2 separate regions of the Hordeum vulgare genome follow, and region 2 is linked to region 1. The links are chromatin contacts, called in public Hi-C maps. All regions are on one chromosome and are shown on one strand. Each heading gives the region's core, a stretch centred on a gene start, on an enhancer-like site or on the middle of the called end of the contact. The rest is flanking DNA. Distances are from core to core; before and after follow the strand shown. Region 1 holds the start of LOC123401488 (putative F-box protein At3g16210). Region 2 has its middle 38 kb from the start of LOC123401031.

Region 1 (4,706 bases), core at 1,131-3,630:
AGGTCAAACAACCAACGACATTCCAACAAAAAGCCAAACAGATACAAGGACATTTCAAGATATTTAGATACAGTTTGAGGCAGCATGAAGGAAAGATAAAAAAAACAGACCTCCTGTCAAATTTAATGAATATTCCAAAAAAAAAAGAGTAAAGACTGATTATCATAAAAATGAAAAAGACGCACACTCAGACTATTAGCTTGTCAGAAGAGACAGTTATCCAGAATTATTACGCTCATTCCCCGCCATATTGGAAATATAGAAATATAATCTTCGAGTAAATTTAGCCTAAAAGGAAATGAATTTATTAGTTTTCTCTGGTAGAAAATGACTTGCTACTCGCAGCAGTGACCCTCATAAAAGTGATAAAATGAAAAATCATTTGTATATTTCAAATAAATTCATCATTATGAGTTTAAGATTTGTAGAATGAGATAACAATATTGAATGGAAGAATCAGAGCTATCTTTAAGCTTCCAATGTATCTATTGAGTCATGTAGTTATCTTCAACTTCACAATATTATGTTGTCTTATTTTGAGAGAAAAACTGGACTGCAGCTATGCACTAAAACCATTCAGTTCCTGCAGATGTCAATACTCAGGCAAGAGTCAAATTTTGTTCAATTATAACACAAATAATTTGCAAATCTTGGTATTCATTGTTTTATTGTATGCATGGGTATTTATATAATAAAGTGATAAATACAGTTTGCTAGCTCTGACTTCATGGGTATTTATATAATAAAGTGATAAATACAGTTTGCTAGCTCTGACTTCAACCATAAACATTACTGAGTGAAGTTAACATTAGGCCAATGCCCACTGCCTGGCTACAGAACGTAAGATAAATACACATAACACTAAAAGATATTTTCTAGATCATAATCATTACATCCGTGGCATGCAAGCCTCAAAACAGAACACTGCATCGCTATATGTTGAAAGGTCATCAAGCCGCAAAAAAAACCTGATATGACACTACTTAAAATTGATAGCTTAACAAGAAAGTGTGTGCACGGTATTACATCAAACAATTATCAAAAAATAACTTGGTTTTATTATACCCATGGCATAAATTATGATATTACCTGCAGTATAGACACTTTCGAATGAGTGATAGTAAGTGATGATGTTGGTTCCCAAGACTTTCTCAAACTGTAGTGACTCAACCTGTAACATGACAAGACCGTCAATTGTCCACAAGAGAACCACATTATTTTCCTCAGCAAACCCTAGTATTATTTGGCTCCCCATTTCCTCTGCTTCCAAGTGAAGTAGCTGGTCATTTCCAATGGTTCTTCCCAACACCCATGAAGCAACACCATCAGAATTGGCCCTTCTGTTCCAAAATTGGGTGCTGAAGCCTGATAAAACGAGGAGACCAATTCCACCGCCATCTGCCCGTATCAGCGACAACTGAAAAAACCTGAGGTCATTTACTGGCATAGGTATCACAGTTAGTCTTTGCCTATCCATATCAAATTCAAGGATCCCAACCGAACTCCCAGCAAGCAACCAGTAAAGAGAACCCCCAGCCAGCACAGCAGGCTGGGTCATAGAAATCATGGTGCGATCCTCAGATTGAAGCGGTGTTGTGATAAGAATGCCCCATATACCGGATTCCGACGAGTAAACGTAGGCAACCGCTTGCGTAATTTGTCTCTCACTGCTGCCAACCAAGGCCACCTGGAAGTGGTTGACGTCTCCGGCAGAGCGAAGCACCGCCCCGCTGATGGAATATTCATCCATGTCGAACCCTGGGGGGAAGGCAATGCGGTGCTGCTCGCCGGTGACGGGGTCCCACACAAGGAGCTCGAGACGCTTCCCAAGGAAGACGAGCACGAGGCCATGGCGGCATCCGAAGGAGACGAAGTGTCCGTCACGATCTTCATGTTGCAAGGAGAAGCGTTCGGGCGAGACACGATCCGGGGCCTTGAGGGAAGGTACGAAGGAGAACCCGTTGTCTACTTGGAAGAAACCGAGGAGGGGAGGGTTGCGGCGGTGGCGGCGGCAGAAGCCTGGATCGGAGACGATGCCGCGCCAGCGCTTGCAGACGAGGGATGCGCGGGGGAGGGAGGACGGCTGTGGGGGGAGGCGGAGGAGGATCTCGGAGAGGAGGTCGTCGTCCTCCAGCGGCGGCAACGCCGGCGAGGGGTCGTGGCGGCGGAGGCTACTCATCTCGGCCTAGGCGCCGACGCGATGCCGGATTTTTTCTACAGTAGAAATGGTGGGGGTATGTGTAGACGGTTAGAAATTTAGGGTTTGTGGTCTACCCCTATTCCTCTACGCTTATCTGTGGTGCCGCTCACAATCGCATATCTGAGGCTAGGGGGTAGGGACCTTCTTATACTGCGTTTCCAAAGAGTCCACCTCTTTTACAGTTATAAGATTCCTAGTCTTTAAACTAGTTTCCGGATAGAGTCCAGATCAAACTACCAACCACGATATAATTTGTCTGTTAGCGGATCCTATCCGTCGAGTCCCCGAAGCACGCGCTTGTGAGCAACGCATCATAACAGAGTATAAATTCCTCTAATTATGTAGATCAATATTAGGGCCGTAATCTAATTACACGATCTAGCTTCTTCCAATTATCAGCGTACCCGGGTAGTCTTTCCAATATATAAAATATATTGTATTCCGCTGATAATTGACCAGCTTCCTAAAGTATATACTTAAGTATTCCAACAAGTAATAATTCCATGATAATCATGTAAAGTAATTTCATGTATAAATACATGTATGATTCCATACTGAGGTATTTCAAATATTAGCAATTCCTATTATTTGAATATAGTTGCAGGACCCGTAATTCCAACATAGACTCGATCTGAGTCTGTTCGTTGTTGCTGCCTGGGCGCCCCATGCCGCGCCTGCCTGCTTGCCGTTGCATGCACGCGTTTGCCCCGCGTTGCTGCTCGCCTGCCCTGCGCAACATCAGCCGCTCGCTCGCTGCTGCTTGGGCGCCTCGTGCCGTGCTTGCCCCTAGCCGCGCCAGCCGCCCGCTCACGCTTGCCCTTACCTGCTCGCGTCGTCCGCCACGCGCGTTGCTGTTGCTGGCATCTGCCCCGTGCTGTGTTGCTGCTTGCGCCGCCCACCCCGGGCGCGTTGCGTGCTCGCCAGCCTGCTCGCGCCTGCGAGCCTCGCCGACCGCTTGCGCCAGCGCGTCCTGCTGCTTGCCTGCCCGCGGACGGATCCGTGGGCAGGCAGACTACGACAGGGCACTGCATCGGTGGCCTCAACGGAGCGGCGGCGTCTTCTCTCTGGTCGCACGGGTCGTGAAGTAAGTGCCATGTGTCTCTATTTTCTGAGACCAACCAGGACACGGGCGGACGTGAGCGTCCGTTTCTGTCCGTCCGCGAGCATTTGTGGCGCAAGTTTGGAAAACCAACTGCGAGAGTTGTTCATTTGGGCTTTCCGTTGGGTCTACGTTTTTCCCAAACGAACACGGACAAACAAGGATGGGGTCGCGGGTTGGAGTTGACCTCAAGTCTACAATGGATGAGAATGGTGTTTTGTCACTCAACCTCCATGAAGACCGACATTTAAAAAAATAAATATCAAAATTTCGGTTTTAAAAAATCAGGAAAAATTATACAACTAAATAAGGTTGTGATCCATGTCTGTGTAAAATTTCAAGCCAAATTATTTTGAAACACGACATGTAAAAAGACAAATTCATAATATAGAATGATAAATAGTATCATGTGTTAAAAAGCTTTAGATTTGACCTTTTTGTATAACATCCGTCTTAAGGTATTTAGCTCTAAAAATTTACACACTTGTATATTATGTATTCATCTATCTATGTATTCTTTTTAGAATTTTTTAAACGTTAAATACGAATTTTCACAGGAATTTAAAGTTTGCATTTGAAGGCCTTCATGCAGCTCGGCCTCCAAAAGCTATTTCCGACAATGGATGTACATTTTACCCTAAAAAGCACATTCTACATTTTGTATCACATATACATGTAGGTGCGTTATATATACTAGCACAATGCCCGTGTGTTGCAACGGGAAGAAAATATTTATTTTTTTATGCGTAAAATACAATTATTTTATAGGCAAGACTCTTCGCATTTTAGTATGGATTTTAAACAAACAACTTCGAATTTAAACATTAAACTGTGCAACTAAAGCTCATTTTTGTCTTTGTGTGTCCGAAACACCCACCTCTCAAACGTGATGATCTTGGGTCGAGATATAGTAGTATCTTGATAATCCGTCCATGCATAACCTTTCTGCCCAACACCTACGAAAAATAGTAGGCACGATAGAAAAAACATATTAAAAGAGAAGATGAGAAAAAAAAATGGTGGAAAAGCGAGCTCGGTGGCGTGGAGTCGCACCAATGATCTTTTTTTAAGATTTCAGGACTGCCTCACCTATAGCCGATGGGGAGGAAGATGAGCGCGGCTGAACGCGCAGTTGCCTAGGGAGCGACATACGATTTCGGTAGCGAGGAGTTTCGAGGCTTGATATATTGACTGGTGTTAATTTATATAGTTATGGATCGGGCCGTGATGCTTCGAGGCTCGTGCAGAGTCCTTGTTCGAAACTGGTCAAGCGAGGCGAGATCATGCGGTGAACGACGCTCGTTTTGAATTATTATTAGGTGCCCTTGGGCCGGGTGCGCTTGTGTCGTTCATGAACAAAATGGTTTTGAATTACGGGTTGAATAACAAAAATTACAGGTTTTTATT
Region 2 (4,706 bases), core at 582-3,081, 760 kb before region 1:
TTGAGGGAGTCTAAGGATCTGTTATGCAAGTGACATTTTTTAACTAGTTCCAATTGGGCAAAATTAATTAACTTTGCAAGCGTAACATGTTTTACAGTTATATGCATATATCAGGTTCAGATATTTGGCACTAAATGCAAGTCAGCAAGTGTACCATTTCTAGCAACGAAACAGATAAACAAGTTTAGCATAGCATAAATGTATTCTTCACGGTTTAACATAGAAAAATATGAATAGTAAGAACTTGAATAATGAAAACAGACTAAGTTCAATGGTATGAGTATGAATAAGCATAAAGCACCAAAAGTACTATCAATGAACAGGGGATATAAAAAGGATCTGTATTTTTTTCATTTTCGTTTTTTGAGGGAGTCTAAGGATCTGTTATGCAAGTGTAACATTTTTTTAACTAATTGTAAGAGGGCAAGATTGAAATGAATAACTAATTGCAAATATAAGAACTTTTACTGTTATATGCATATATCAGGTTCAGATATTTGGCGATGAAATAAATACTAGAGCATCATGCCTAACCAATAGTAAAATGAGGGGAGACACAGGGTTACCGGGGCAGGAGAGGAGACTTACTGACGCGGCAGCGGCGGTAGGAAGAGAATGTAGAGAAAAGGCCCCAGAAGCACCCCGACACTGAGAGCATATTGATGAGCCCCCAGTATCCCGTTTGGCCGCCGTGGACGAGAATTTCCAGGCCAGACAGCAGATTTAGCAGGACAAGGGCAGTGTAGAACGCCAAGAGGGCGATGGGGGGCTTCGCAAGGAAGAGGAAGCACATGTCCAAGAGGCCACCCAAGACCCCCAGGACGTTGGAAATCTCCCACAAGAGGGTGGTCGGGCCGCTGGATATCAGCGCGAAGGCGCTGGAGAGGAGGTTAAATACCTGGAATCCCGAGTACAGCCGCCGGAAAAGCCTCGAGATCCTGATCCTCGAACGGGCCATGGCTGCCTCCCGCCCGCCGAGAGGAGGAAGACGGTCGTGCTGCTTTCCGCCCGCCGAGAGAAGGAAGACGGTCGTGCTGCCTTCCGTCCGACGAGAGGATCGTGCAGGGCAGGTAGGGAGCGTGGAGATTGTTGGGAGATTAGGGCAGGGGGGGAGAAGATGGGCTCGCGGAAGATAAGAGAGATTAGGGCCGGCGAAGGAGGAGCCACGGTACATTTATGATTCTCGTCTCACCGAGATCGATTCGAACTCGGATTCGTAGGTCGGTAATTCGATCCGGTGACTTGTACCTGGGATGAGCTAGCTAAAGGCTAGCGCCGCCGCGGCTGCTGCGCCTCCCCGCCGGCTCCTCCGGCATATCCTCCGGCGCCGCCGAATCTCGCCCCGCGGCCGCGGCCATGCCACCGCAGCTGCTGCGCCTCCCCGCCGGCTCCTCTGGCATATTCTCCTCGGACGCCGAATATCCCCGCGATGCAGCCGGCCCTCTCGTTGAGCGCCGCCTGCGGGCTCCTGCTCCTGGAGTGGAGTCTATGGCGACTGTCAGGAGCCAAGTGCGGCGCTGTCTGATTTTAACTGAATATATACTTCAGTGAGAGAAAGGGGGAAGGCGTAAAGAAACAGGGGAGAAAGCGTAATGCACTGACAACTGACAGCGAACGTTACTATCATCGGACGATCAGGATGCAAATTATCATGGATACAGATCTGTTCCGACCAGTTACCTTCACTGTTTCTTTTGAACTCCAGTATTAAATTATAGTATGAATTAAAATCATAGAATTTTTTTAAACGGAGATAGTACATGAGTAGTATGTAAACTGTCGAGGTCTCTTCACCGTTGATGCAGCGATGGCTCTCTAGTTCTAGGGAGTTGCGGGCAGGCACAACCCTCGCGTCACAGTGTTGGAACCCTTTGGTGTGGCGTGGGGTGGCGGGGTGAACATAGTTGTTCTTATGGTTTACATATGGTCAGACATACATAAAGAATGGACATGCCGAAGTCTATCTCTATGCCTTAGAGTACACATCAAGTCTTCGTTCTATTCCTTCTTAAATCTTCTGGCCTAATCAACCCACCCATGACAGGCTTAGGGGATCCTTGACCCAGCTTGATACGGTGACCCAACATACCACTGCATGATGTAGTATGTATGTCGTTGATATAGCGTTCAGAAGATACCGTCTCGCGAACCTTATATCCCTCATAGCGTACAATAGAACCATAGTGGATCCAAACCATCGTTGTCACGGGCCTTCTGTTGTATAAAAACCAATGAATTTTTGCGTCTTTTAACACCATCGCCTCAACACACTATTGGTTGAATTTTTTTTGAACATCGACATAATCCAACTTCATCTCTCTCATACTCTACAAAAATAAATATATATAGAAACACGCCTTTCTATCATGGGTAACAAATTTGTTATTTGGATTTAAATATATAAATAACAACTATTTTTATGCATCTCTTTTAATTCTTAAAACTCAATGATTTTCGGTATGGTCCATCATAAAAATGACTCGTTAGGGTATCTCATATTTTTTTCACTATATAAAAGTGTTTGACATTTCTCTCATAGCAAACAATCGCTTTCCCTAAAAAAAGCAATGCTCCTTTTCTTGTTAATGAAAAAAGCAATTCACTCTCTCATTCTCTCACCGCATGGCACAACGCTCACATTGACATCTCATTCCCTCATCGTGCTCTCGTCGTTGACGTTGTTGGAATCAAAGCACGCCACGGTGTTCAGCCCACACCTTCCTCTCATTGTCATCTCCCCATCCCTCCACAACATCTGCCTCCCCTCTCCTCCCTCTACGGCATCCGAGGATGATCCCTGGTGACAAGAAAGGAACACCATGATAGTCGATGGAGACCATCACAACGTGTTTTCGCTGCCATGATATACAAAATGGTATATATATATATCATGTGATCCTTTCACGTCTTCTTTTCTCAAATAGCTAAAGTGGATTTCAACGCCAGAAGAAATATCAAAATCGGTGATGCTACTTACATTTCATTCTTACATCAAGATTGCACGATTTTTTCAGTTATAAATATTGTTGTTAATTTTGGATGCTTACATTTCCATCATGAAAATGGCTAATATCTTTTTTACAAAGATGCTTGCATTTCGAGCCTGAAGAATCGAGAGAGTTAATATCTTATTTAGAATGATGCTTATATTTTATGCTTATCGATGGAAAGAGCAACTAATTTGTTATTTGAATTTTGAGTTTCTATCATGTTGAAAGTGTATCGTTTCCATGTTCTTATGTTCACTTTCTTATGTTGAATTTTCCAGCATCATATACAAATTTGTTGAGAAGTGACAAATATGTAAATAGCTTAAAAGAGGTGAATGACTAACATGTAAATTTGAATTTTCTAGTTGAATGTCTATGCATTGCCACGAAATAAAAAACACATAACGATCGAATAAGTATCCCAATGCAGGAATGTGTAGGACAAGGTGGCATGTGGTTTTCATCCATATATTAATAAAACTTATACTCTATTTGTTTCTTTCAGCCCGAGCAATTGTTATTTCTTCATAACCATCCACTCCTTGCAAGAAGACAAACAATATCAAATCTTATCCCCACCCATCCTCCTGTTGCACCTTCATGCTTGACCTCGTACTTGTAGGAATTGTAGAAATTATATGGGTTTACAAGAATATTTTTATTATATTAATCCTTAATTTTTGACCACAACAAAGATAAAACTTAAAACTAATAGAGCCTTGATTAATTAAAATATTCCTTGTCCCTATTCCTTAAACTCTTCATACGCTAGCTACTTCCCTCATTGCTCCGCGGCCACTCAACCATGTCCACCTTTGACCATGAAAATCAATCATTAAAATTTATAATTTAACTATGCATTTCACTATATAAATAGAATTAAAATGTAATGAAAAAACACGTCATTTGTGTATTCTAGTAGTGATACATTATCGCGCGAGGCCAATTTAGAGTACTTGTACCATGAAATAAAAAAGGCACAACATCTGACATTATTTACACCAAATGTTTTGGCACTATGGTAAAAGTGTAGGTCCGAAAAAATCATACTTGTACACATTACCACCAGTAGCAAGATAAACAAGGTCAACATCAACTTTTAAAGCATTATTATTCGGAATTAAGGCAAACTCTTTTTTCATGTTCACGAAGAAAAAAACCATGTGCAAGAAGTGGAACATATAAGAAGCCTACCTAGGCATGAGATGTCATGCACACGGGCTAGTAGAGCTTGTGCTCCTTTCAAGTCAACCTTCTACGTCGCCGCATATCAATCGAGGGGGCTGCTGCCAAGACCAAGCTCTTCCTTCATACTGCCACACGTCAGAATTGTCATGCTGCCGCACGAAACTTTCTGTTCGCGCCTCCACAGATCAAACAGACACTCTGTTGCCAACGACAATGCTCTCCTTACATACTGTTGATCACCAGCGTGCCACGCCATAGCGGCAAGATCTCCGCCTGCCCTTCAGCATAGCAGCTAGACTCACCGCTTATGAGCACTTTTGTTATGTCGCCTAGAACTTTTGTTTTATAGCAGCCGGACGTGACACTTACTATTCTCTCACTATTACACACATTTAGTAGTAGTGAAGATTTTACTGGAATTTTCCTAAAACTTAATGTTGTGAAATTTCGAACAACCAAACAATCATGTATAACTTAGAGAAAAGATACGTGAAATGATAAGACATGAACACAATAGTGCAAAAGGTG

The links. Hi-C and Micro-C count contacts between places; a contact is called where the count stands out from the background.
Region 2: a contact with region 1 is called in a Hi-C map of leaf, with 4 times the contacts expected there. The contact joins the enhancer-like site here to the promoter of LOC123401488 in region 1. A contact is called at or near these places in 1 of 6 Hi-C or Micro-C datasets (leaf) and 1 of 1 datasets of contacts at active chromatin or transcription factors (embryo).

Annotation. Positions count from the first base shown.
Region 1 is chr6H:115,643,403-115,648,108 of MorexV3_pseudomolecules_assembly, reverse strand. It overlaps LOC123401488 (putative F-box protein At3g16210), which reads right to left and starts at 2,380. Exons shown (of 2, transcript XM_045095311.1): 1 at 1,090-2,380; 2 at 1-288. The coding sequence starts at 2,179. The coding sequence ends at 284.
Region 2 is chr6H:116,404,721-116,409,426 of MorexV3_pseudomolecules_assembly, reverse strand. No RefSeq gene overlaps it. Among protein-coding and RNA genes, the nearest start is that of LOC123401031, 38 kb to the left of the region's middle. Within about 2 kb of position 1,831, at least 2 of the 3 cell types and tissues checked have open chromatin away from gene starts, as enhancers often do. A contact at or near this core is called in leaf, where this site is marked.